2 separate regions of the Drosophila melanogaster genome follow, and region 2 is linked to region 1. A link is a contact called in public Hi-C data. All regions are on one chromosome and are shown on one strand. The core of a region is the stretch at or near the end of the contact, and the rest is flanking DNA. Distances in the headings are between cores, read along the strand shown.

Region 1 (5,012 bases), core at 1,233-3,732:
GTTTCTACCAACGACAGATATATCGCTGCTGTGAATTGGATGAGGAAACCAAACTGATTGTTTTCTAAACCTAAATCTTGATATAGCTAAATGTGTGTGGAGTCGGAGTATTTATTTATAGGATGAGATCTATATAGGAATGCGAGTGGACAGTGCGACAAATTATGGTTACTAAAAACAGGAAAACGTAAAAGCTTAAAAAAACCTATATATTTAAACGTACACATTATATAGATAGATCTGAATCAGAATCAGAGCGGGAGTAACGATAAGACCGATCCCGAGCAGCTGCAGATAAAAATTAGTTAAGAACTAAGACAAACCCTAAAAGAGAAAGCGTGAGATATGGTGGGGACATCCTCCTCAGAGATCGGGGATCGTTTGCGAAGCAATTTAATATCAAAGAAATCTGTTTGTGAAGTACTACAACTAAGCTAAAAAAAAGAACATTTGATGCAATTTTCGATTCGAATCGTTGCGTTTCGATCTAATATAATTACAAACTCGCTTCAAAAGTTGAAAGTGCATGCTTACATTGAGTATAACTTGAGCCAGAGAGCAGGATAATCGCCTGGGCCGACGCCGAAGCAGCGTATATAATTGAAAATTATATAAAATTAGTAGACAACAAACCCCTAGTATAAACAACAACGCGAGATTCTACGGGGCACCCAGATCGAATTGTGTGTGGACGGGTCCCGAGCAAGCAATAAAAGAATACGAAGACGCGGTATCCACATACCATTAACCCATCCACATTTACAGCGCCTCACTGCTAGGAGGGCATATTCGAACCCCCTCTTTATTTTTTGCCCAACTTTGCACAGTTGTTCTGTAAGTTAAGTTTAATACGTTGAGCCAACGAATCGTGAGGTATTATTTATTTAAACAAAACGAAACAAACGAAAAAAAAAAAACATAGGAAAGAGGAGGAAATAAGGAAATTCAATTGAAATTATTTGCTGATACTGTTCGCAGCTAGTCGAGCAGATACATAGGTAGCCTGTAAACAATAAAACAATTACACGCGGATATATACACCCACTGTAATCACAGATGTCAGTGCTTGATATACACATGCCTAGGTCTAGTGGAACTGGTAGTTCTACCATGTTGTACTATTTGTAGTAGGAGTCCCAAATCTGATTATGCTTATGTCACCCTTTATTATAGGAATGTTCTCTGTATATTATTGCGTCTCTTTTGCGTCTACGTATATATTTTTTGGTAAATGATTTTTTATATATACATATACACATTTATATTTGTAATTTGTATTTATCCATGTGCAAAAATAAATTATGATGATTATTTTTTAAAGAGTCGTCCCCCTCGAAGCATGCATAACAGATTGTAAAAAATGAATCGATTTATATATAATACGAAAATCACACACTACCCACTTGTATCTGAGCGAAAGGGCCTTAACAATTAGTAGGATGCATGATCGATGTATGCAGATCGGTTATAAAAACAGATATAGCAGGCATATTATTCGCATGCGAAAACCGTTAATAGAATAATATATTATAATGGCAATATGTGTATGCAACTAATAAGCCCTAACTTCTAGTTAATTACTGCTTTCCTATGTTATAAACCAAATGGCGATATAATCAAAACAAAAGACAAGCCCACATAAGTTAAATGTGTATGCTACCAACATAACAAACCTTTGAAGATCAAGCTGAATTATGTATTTCTAATATTAAATATATCACAACCCACACATAAAAAAAAAAAAACAAACACGACAAATAGAACAACAAATTATACAAGCAATTCCCCTATTTATTTAGAACCACACTGAAACACTAAAGAAATTCGCTTCTTATCGTAAATCCACAATTGCATAATTTATACGATTAAACAAAATATATATTTATGTGAATAAACTGTAACTAATTCTCAAGGCAATCATCCAAATGCGATTCGCTACTTCTTGGTTTCCAGAAAGTCCCCCAAAAATGTCATGGTCATCTGAATGGAATGCTGCTGCAAGAACCTCTCGATAAGGGGGAACATAGGAAGTTTTCAATGGAACTTTACTCTGGCGAATCTTATCGGATAGTTTGTACACAACCGCAAAAAGTAGCACTAATAGTGGTTGACTTCTATTAAAAGTAAAGCAACAGGTGGATCATGGAAATCATACTGATTCAGATTCATTATCTTTTCAAAACCTATTGAAAACAAAAGTTACTGGTTTAGAAGGCAAATGAACCAGAAATTTTAAATTTATACTTATATAGTGTAAAATTGTTTCCAGTGCTCGATAGTTCCATGTTTTATTATTTGAAAAACAACTGCCGTTAACAAAGCGGTATGACATCATCAATGCCATCATAACAAATCAGCTGCCGCTGATAAGCGCAGCTTGGAGCTTTTATGTTGTACCCAACCTACTAGGTACAAGACTGAGTGTGCTTTACAACACTAAACTGTTGGCGAGCTTTCCTCTGTTTCGCAGCTCGGACCGCCTTTCATAACGTAGTAAGTTTTCGTTGCGAACGGACGTAGCCCAACCAACTTGGCCTTAACCCTTGCGCTCCCTCCGATTTATTCCGCGGCAAACACATTCCAGTGGACAGTGGTGCAGTTCAGCCCAAGACCAACCTACATTTTAGCTCCCTGCAAACCCGTTTCTTCATCAAATAACTATGGCGTCCAACCGTGCAGCGAAGTCTGGTTTTGCCGCCGAGGCCCAGCGCAAAGTAAGTACCAAATAGCAACAACAACCGCACCCCCCACCCAAAAACCGAAGAGCGCCAAACAAAACAACACAATAAACAAATTGCCCAAAAAAAAATCAACTTTTGCACGGGTGTGTGCGTGAGTTTAGAGCTGCATTGACTTTATTTGGCGCTGCGTTGTCAAGATTTTATCTTCGCGCGCCAAATGCCAAAAATTAGCCAAAAATGGTCTTGAAATTGCCAGCGTCTAACAAGGAATGACCTCATTTCGCTGATAAGTCGAACAAGTATTTATGTACATACATATGTATATAGGAATATATACATGCATGTACACACATGTGTAATGCATGCGTAATTCGAAAGCTTGAAGATGATTTAGGTGATTTTGAGGCATTGTCAGTGCGGGTGATTCAAATCGAAGATCGAGAAAACAGTTGGTTATCCATAAATCAAACAATTAGTAGTAGTTAGTAAAGCTCTGGAAATTTCGATATGAATAATATCCCAAGTTCGAACAGTATACATTATAAAGATGAGCTAATATAATCCTAATTAATTGTGCTGCAATAAAAGCAAGTCTGAATACATAGGTGCTACTTGTGGAGTATCCACTGTAGAAGGAAGACCCTTTGGATGATCTCAACCCAACTATTGCAGCATGGTAGCTTCCGCAATGTAAATTGACATTAGTTCCGTCCATTAGCAGCACTTTGCCTCAAATGCACTCATACAAATGCATCGGGCTTTTGTGGGTGGGATGGGGTTGGGGATGGGTTACCCGTACCCTTCGGCCATTTGGCCCTCGTCAAGTCGGGGTTACGCAATTCCAACCGCCCCTGGGCAGCCCCAAGTGAAATTGTATATGTCGCCGGCACAGGGGATTAAGTGCAGTCCGACGAAATCCACAACAAGACAACTACAGTTACAGCATTGCCCAAACAAAAAACGAAACAAATAATCGAGATTTTTCATATCCGAAGTTTTGTATACCCTTGAGGAGCACTTTACCAAGTTGTTGACAAACTGAAATATTTTGTTTTGCTTTAGCTTTGCTTATCTAAAAGTATTTCCACCCGGATTTCATTCTCTTGAGTCAGCCATTTGGCAAAAGGCCTTGTTTATCGGTATTATCTGTACTAGCGCATTTTTAAAACACAGTATGTTTTAAAACACAGTATGAAGTATGTTTTAACGTGGTTTATGGTGATATATCAGGCACTATGGTTATGAAAAATATTATGAGAACTCTGTAGTGTTTATTTATGCCATATCATGTTAAGCTAAAACATTTTGGTACTTGGAATAGGAAGAACCTTGGCATAGGGTATAGAAAAATAAGAGAAATAGAGGCGAGTGCCTGGAGGCGCAGCTGCTGGCGCGACTCCAAGCCGCGATCGAATGGCTCCCCAGGAGCCGAAGGCGATGATGTCATTCCTTCAGCTGTCCCTCCACTGGTGCTCCTCGATCCCTTCGCGATCCATTCAACTCGAAGGCGTTGTTAGTTTGAGCACTTTTGCCGCTCGCTGGGAGTCACTCATATCTTCTGAGGGGGATTCGGGTTCGGGTTTTGAGTTTTTGGGGGTGACAGGAGGTAGAGGCGATAGCAGCACCTTTTCCACCACATGAGCACTTAAAACTGAGTATGTGGCGTAAGCAAACAGCAAAACAAAAGTGAGGCAAAAAGGTATGAAAGCAATATTTTTGTTTGTCTCATGGGTTCTCTACACTCCGTGCTTGCGTGTGTGCTTTTTCCGACTTTTACGACCAGTCACCGACAAATTGGCATGGATCTCAAGTTTCGGCCAGGGAATTCGTAGCCCCTTTATTTTCAACCCTTTCCTGGGATCGTAGCACCAGCTGTCGGGAAAGTTCTAGGAATGAGGCAGAAAGGTCTCAAGTTACTCAAAGTATGTTTACTAATTTGTAACTACATAAACGATTGAATATATTAGTTTAGCAATCTTAGATTCAGCATGATACTATTTCCTTTCTGGAAATTCACCCCTAAGAAGCCGCACTGTAGTTGTTTTCTTTTCCAACTCCCTCCACGCTCGCAGCTGTATCTCACCGCATTGGCGGCACATGGGCCACGTACTAATCACTTGGCCTTTTTCGGAGTCAAGAATCCACACTCAATTAGCAGTGCATATGTGAAAGACACTGTGTACACACTTGTACATCCGCAGCACGCACCTCCCTGTATCTGTATCTATATATCAGTATAGGTACGGGTATCTCTATCAGTGCGGGCGACACGTAAGTGGAACACTTGGCCCACATGAACTCCGTGCTCCTAGATGGGTATAGCTAGGTATT
Region 2 (5,035 bases), core at 96-2,595, 39 kb before region 1:
ATTGTGAGCGATACGGAGTGCATACGGAAGGTGAACGCCGTGACGGAGAAGATCTTCATCCTGCCCGCCTCCAGTTTCTGTGCCGGCGGAGAGGAGGGACACGATGCCTGCCAGGGCGATGGAGGTGGTCCACTAGTTTGCCAAGATGATGGGTTCTACGAGCTGGCCGGCCTCGTCTCCTGGGGATTCGGCTGCGGGCGACAGGATGTGCCCGGCGTCTATGTGAAGACGTCCTCGTTCATCGGCTGGATCAACCAGATCATCAGCGTGAATAACTTATAGTGAGGAATCTCGCAAAGGACACACTGACACCATGTGCGGGAGGAACCCCGCTCTTGTGGCGATTTCCAGGACTGACGACTAGCCTGGTGTAGCCTACGATTGTTTCCAGGGGTTCCCGCTCTTCGACTGCTAACGTAACTCCATCCTAGTGTAATCTATTCATACCTAAACCTAACTCTAATGACTCCAAATCCAGAAAGCAACTATATTAACTATTATGATTATCGGTAGCGTAGACGGCAATCTTTAAAAGTATTCCCCTATTTGATAACGCCCTATGGTAAAATGTTTTTGTATATACAAAATAAATACAAAAAATCTTCAGTTATATAAACATTTGAGTATGGATTTGGTTGGGTAAAAAGGGTTTGGTTTAATTAATTTTTTAAATATATGATCATATTTTACAATAAGCTGTTTCTTCGTTTTCCACAAGAAACTGCTTACAAAATTTCAAATATATATTTTTCCTAAAGATATTTAAATATTTTCGAATTTTGGCGGCAAAGGAGAGCAGATTTTTCTTTTCTAGTACGAAAAAATGCAGTTGCATAATGATTCATTTGACATGGGAAAAGGGTTATGCAATCTTATACAACCTATTTTTTTTTTGCTGAAATTTGAATATTCCCAACAGATTTAACGGAATTCTTCACCAAAAAAACATTAAAAGGATCTTTTGGAAAGTCTCTCCGGCATTCCGAATCTTTGAGTGCTTCTCAAGAGGCGGAGCACAAAAACTCACTCAATGTCGCTCAATTGCGAAAAGAGAGAGAGAATGATTGTTCTCTAAGAGAATCTTGAGCATCGGCAGATAAAAAGTAACCCTCAAATCTGGAAACCAATGTCCTACGTTCCTAACCCTCCGAACAATTTGTTTGGTTTTGTTTTTATCCCTGATTTTAACCCTTTTTTTTTTTTTTGCCCCGGCTGATAGAAAACGAAAGCGCCCGGCACTCGGGTGGACTTCGGGTGGCTTCGTTGGCTTCGTTGTCGTCGGCCGGTTCCAAAAGGGTTCCTCAGATGTCCGTTCTGGGATTCGTGCACAGAAGTTCGTCTGGCCTCGAGCTGAGCGGATCGCAGAGATTAGAGAGACTGAAAGTGGCGCGAGTTTCGTTACTGCCGTTACAATCTTCTGTTTAACTCTCCCTAAAGAGTCTTATATACTTATCTAGTGTAGTTAATCGTAGCCTGTAGTACTCTTCCGATCCTCGATCCCTGATCCTAGATCCTAGTTTGCATGCATTTCGTCCTGGTTCTTTGTGTTTGTGCCTGGTATTTGATCGCCTTTCGTGCCAATCGCGTTAATTTAATCCGTCATCGTTTGCCAACGTGTTTTATCGCAATGGAGGCGAGCTCGAATCCCACAACACCCACGACGGCGGTGGCCACCACCACATCCACATCCAGTCCATCGCCAGCTGCCAGCACCAGCAGCAAAGGACACAGCCAATCCGCAACAGCATCTGCATCCGCCTCCGCCACACAGTCACAGCTGCTGACCACCAGTCTGGAAATGCCCAAGACGGAGGATCTGTACAATCTGTCCGTAGCCAGCGGACTATCCGAGGGACAGAGATCGCTCTCGGGCGCTCCGTCGGCCTCCTCCAGTCCCATTATGAGTCCGCAGGGCAAGATCTTTGGAAGGAATGCGAATGGAACAAGTAAGTAGTTTATTATTAACTGATGCTGTAATATGGTGAAAAGGATTTCCAAGGATATTACTGTGCTGTGTTACACTAGTGAACACAGTACAGTTGTGGATAGAAGTAAAAGGTTTTCTATGCTCTCACTTAAAAAATAAACTTTGGTAATCAAAGTACAATTGTAGAAAGGGAACTAATTGTTTTGAAACAAATTAAAAGTTTCTAATAGAAATTCTTTGTGAAGGATGCCTGTTTTCATAATTATAAACTATTTTCTGTCAGTTAATTTCTTTGCGTTCTAAAGGCTTTCAAAATGGTTTATGTTGATGGTAATTGAATATAGTTTTTGTCGTTAAAAATACCAAAAAAAATTTGCTGATACAGGTTCTAATTATCTCCGAAAGCCATGCACATCCTTTCGTCATTGGCTCATGCAGATGTCTTCATTTGTATAAATGTTATTGTGTCCAATCCTGATCCTTCGACCGCAACGAATCCTTTGACAAAGGAATCCTCATCCAGCCACATGCTGCAATTTTCGCGCTCTTTTCGCGAGCTTCCATTGTCTGGCGATGTTATGTAACGGAAAACCGAAGGAGCTTGTCCCTGTCCTTCAAGGACCTCCGTCTATTAACAAAGGAAGCTGAAAGTTACCTTTGCTGGGTAATAATTTAATTTCTTAAAAAATAGCGGACCCTGTTCCGGTTTTCATTTCCTCGGTGCTCGATTGCTTGGGGTGTCTTACTTTGCATATTTGCTCAAGGTCTAGGATTTCTTAAGGCAGCAATGGCAGACTTCATCCAATAGGATCCATGCCAGACCCAGGTAAGATGCCTTTTCCTAGGCAGCCGTTAGATGAACCTCATGATGATAGGTCGCGTCTTAGGGGTGATATGAAAAAACGTTGTAAGGAAACGGAAAAAACTCACCCCAAGCGATGAGGGTAGTAAAATATTTCAATAAATCTCAGTTGGCGGAAGGGGAGGCAACCAACGAGACGCGTTCTCGTTGGAAAAAATGCTCAAGCGCCGAAAGAAAAGATGTCGTCACACAGAGAAAAAAACATATATATATCCAGTTCTTAGTGATTCAATCAACTTATATTATCTAGTTGGTATCACTTAATATAACATAGCATTTCCAATGAGTATCCAGTGTATCTTTTATTTAGATTTATACAAGTACAATGGACATGGCGAAACAGGTCCTATTAAAACCCTCAAATTGGCAAGATTAAGATCGTAATGACCCCGAAAATAATGCACTTAATATTTTGGACAGACATTATTCTTTTCCTGTGCAGGTTATGGTTATGGTTCCTCTGCCGGGGCCATTGGCCATTGGCACGTACGGTCCACGTTATTGCCACCAATGGAATTTTGATCGACAAGAATTTGGTCGTTGAAAAAGTTGGCTTTTAATTTATCGTTGTATATGAGAAATAGTTTCGGTTACTTGCCCATTGCCGATGCCAAGCAGAAAGGGAGGATCGAATGGAGGAGGAGGAGGAGGATTCAGACCCTGGTCCCAGTCCCAAGTCCCAGGTTCCAGGTTCCAGGTTCCGATTCCAGGTCCAACTCTCCAAGTCAAAGTCTGCAAAGTCCGGCGTCTACTTTTTGCCCATAATCGAAGCGATCGCACGATTGACTGCTCCGCTCCACACGCACACACAGACCGCTCACACACACACACACATGCACTATAACGCATTTTCTAAATGCACTGTGAGAAAAGTGTGTCAAAATAATACAAATAATATAGGCATGAGCGAGGTACATACTTAACTTAATGCTCAGAGACGCCTTGTATGAAATATATATAATTATAATTTCCATTAGAAACAATTATCACATCTTATCAGAATCAACCACACTTTTTTTCTAAGTGCCTATCCTGCTGGCTGCTCGCGGTTTTCCGTTTTCTGCTCCTGGCTGCTTGGGCAGCTGCTTGGTATGTGGCGTCGAATGTCATTATTGCTGCCAAGTGCCAACTAAAAAGTTACTGCAGTTAATTTTTTGTCCATCTTCACCATTTGCCGTTCGCATAAAAACAGCATATTTAGCAAATGACAACAACAACAGCAGCCGCAGCATCGGCTCTTACGCAGTGGGTAAAAAAAATGAAAGCAAGCAAAAAAAAAAAAGAAAACCAAACCCGCAAATTAAATAAATAAAAAATCAGCAACAATCCGCAGAAGCAGAGGAGCTGGAGCAGCCACAACAAAGTGTCCCCAGTTCTCCGCCTTCCCAGCCTCCCGCTTCGCCATATCCCCCCCGTTCCCCCCACCATTCACATTATTTGTGTATTGAAATCACGTCTCATTTATTTATTGCTACCACCGGCTGCCCCTCTCCGTTTGCTCCACCAGACTCCCGACTTACGCAGGTCTGCGTTAAATACCCAAGTTAGGATCAGGGAGCGGGCGGTGGCAAGTGATGGAATAGACCAGAAGTGTGGCCACGCTCTTAACCCTTCAGCGGTCACTCTAGGTTTTTTTTTCAATTTCAAGATCAATTGAAAATCTTAAGAAAGCTTTCAGAAAAGCATTACTCATATGTATCTTTTCATTTTAAATATATTATATGTATATAGAGATATATAGATCATAAACTTTCACTAAAACTGGCCAAATGTGTCTATTATAACCCTCTCATTAACTAGTTTTAATAACCTTGTCACTTAGCTACTAGTTTGCTGGATTTAGCGTACATTTATAAGCACTTTCAAAGTCGACACTAATTTCAGTCCAGTTCAGCTCAGTTGATCACAGCTTTCAAGTGGACGCAACTGGTCTGATATTTTAGTTTCCAAACTATTTATGATATACCCAATTAAGCGGCTAAGAATGCGAATTATTCTTGCTGCCTGGCCATAAATCGCAACAACCCCATGGAGCGGAGCGTGGGTTAATGGCGCGAAGTGCGCATCCTTGGTGTTGCACGTCGGTGGATGCGCTTGTGGCTTCCAGTTGGCCAAGGCAACTGAATACAAACCACAAAAAAAAAAACAGAGCGAGTGGAATCGGAGGATGGCAATCGATGTAGGCAGCTTTTTCTGCCCTGAGTTTGTTATAATTTAGCCGACCAGCTCGTTTTTCTATTAATTAA

Evidence for each region. Hi-C and Micro-C count contacts between places; a contact is called where the count stands out from the background.
Region 2: a contact with region 1 is called in a Hi-C map of the OSC cell line, with 7 times the contacts expected there. A contact is called at or near these places in 21 of 107 Hi-C or Micro-C datasets (the Clone 8 cell line, the Kc167 cell line, the OSC cell line and 7 more) and 2 of 7 datasets of targeted methods (both in the Kc167 cell line).

What each region holds. Positions count from the first base shown.
Region 1 is chr3L:4,119,858-4,124,869 of dm6, reverse strand. Chd64 (Chd64,) reads left to right here and starts at 2,482. Exons shown (of 3, transcript NM_139603.3): 1 at 2,482-2,714. The coding sequence starts at 2,661. ens (ensconsin) reads left to right here. Exons shown (of 13, transcript NM_001300004.1): 13 at 18-1,963. The coding sequence ends at 34.
Region 2 is chr3L:4,157,242-4,162,276 of dm6, reverse strand. nab (nab,) reads left to right here and starts at 1,345. Exons shown (of 6, transcript NM_001274478.1): 1 at 1,345-1,946. The coding sequence starts at 1,628. mas (masquerade) reads left to right here. Exons shown (of 9, transcript NM_079195.3): 9 at 1-611. The coding sequence ends at 282.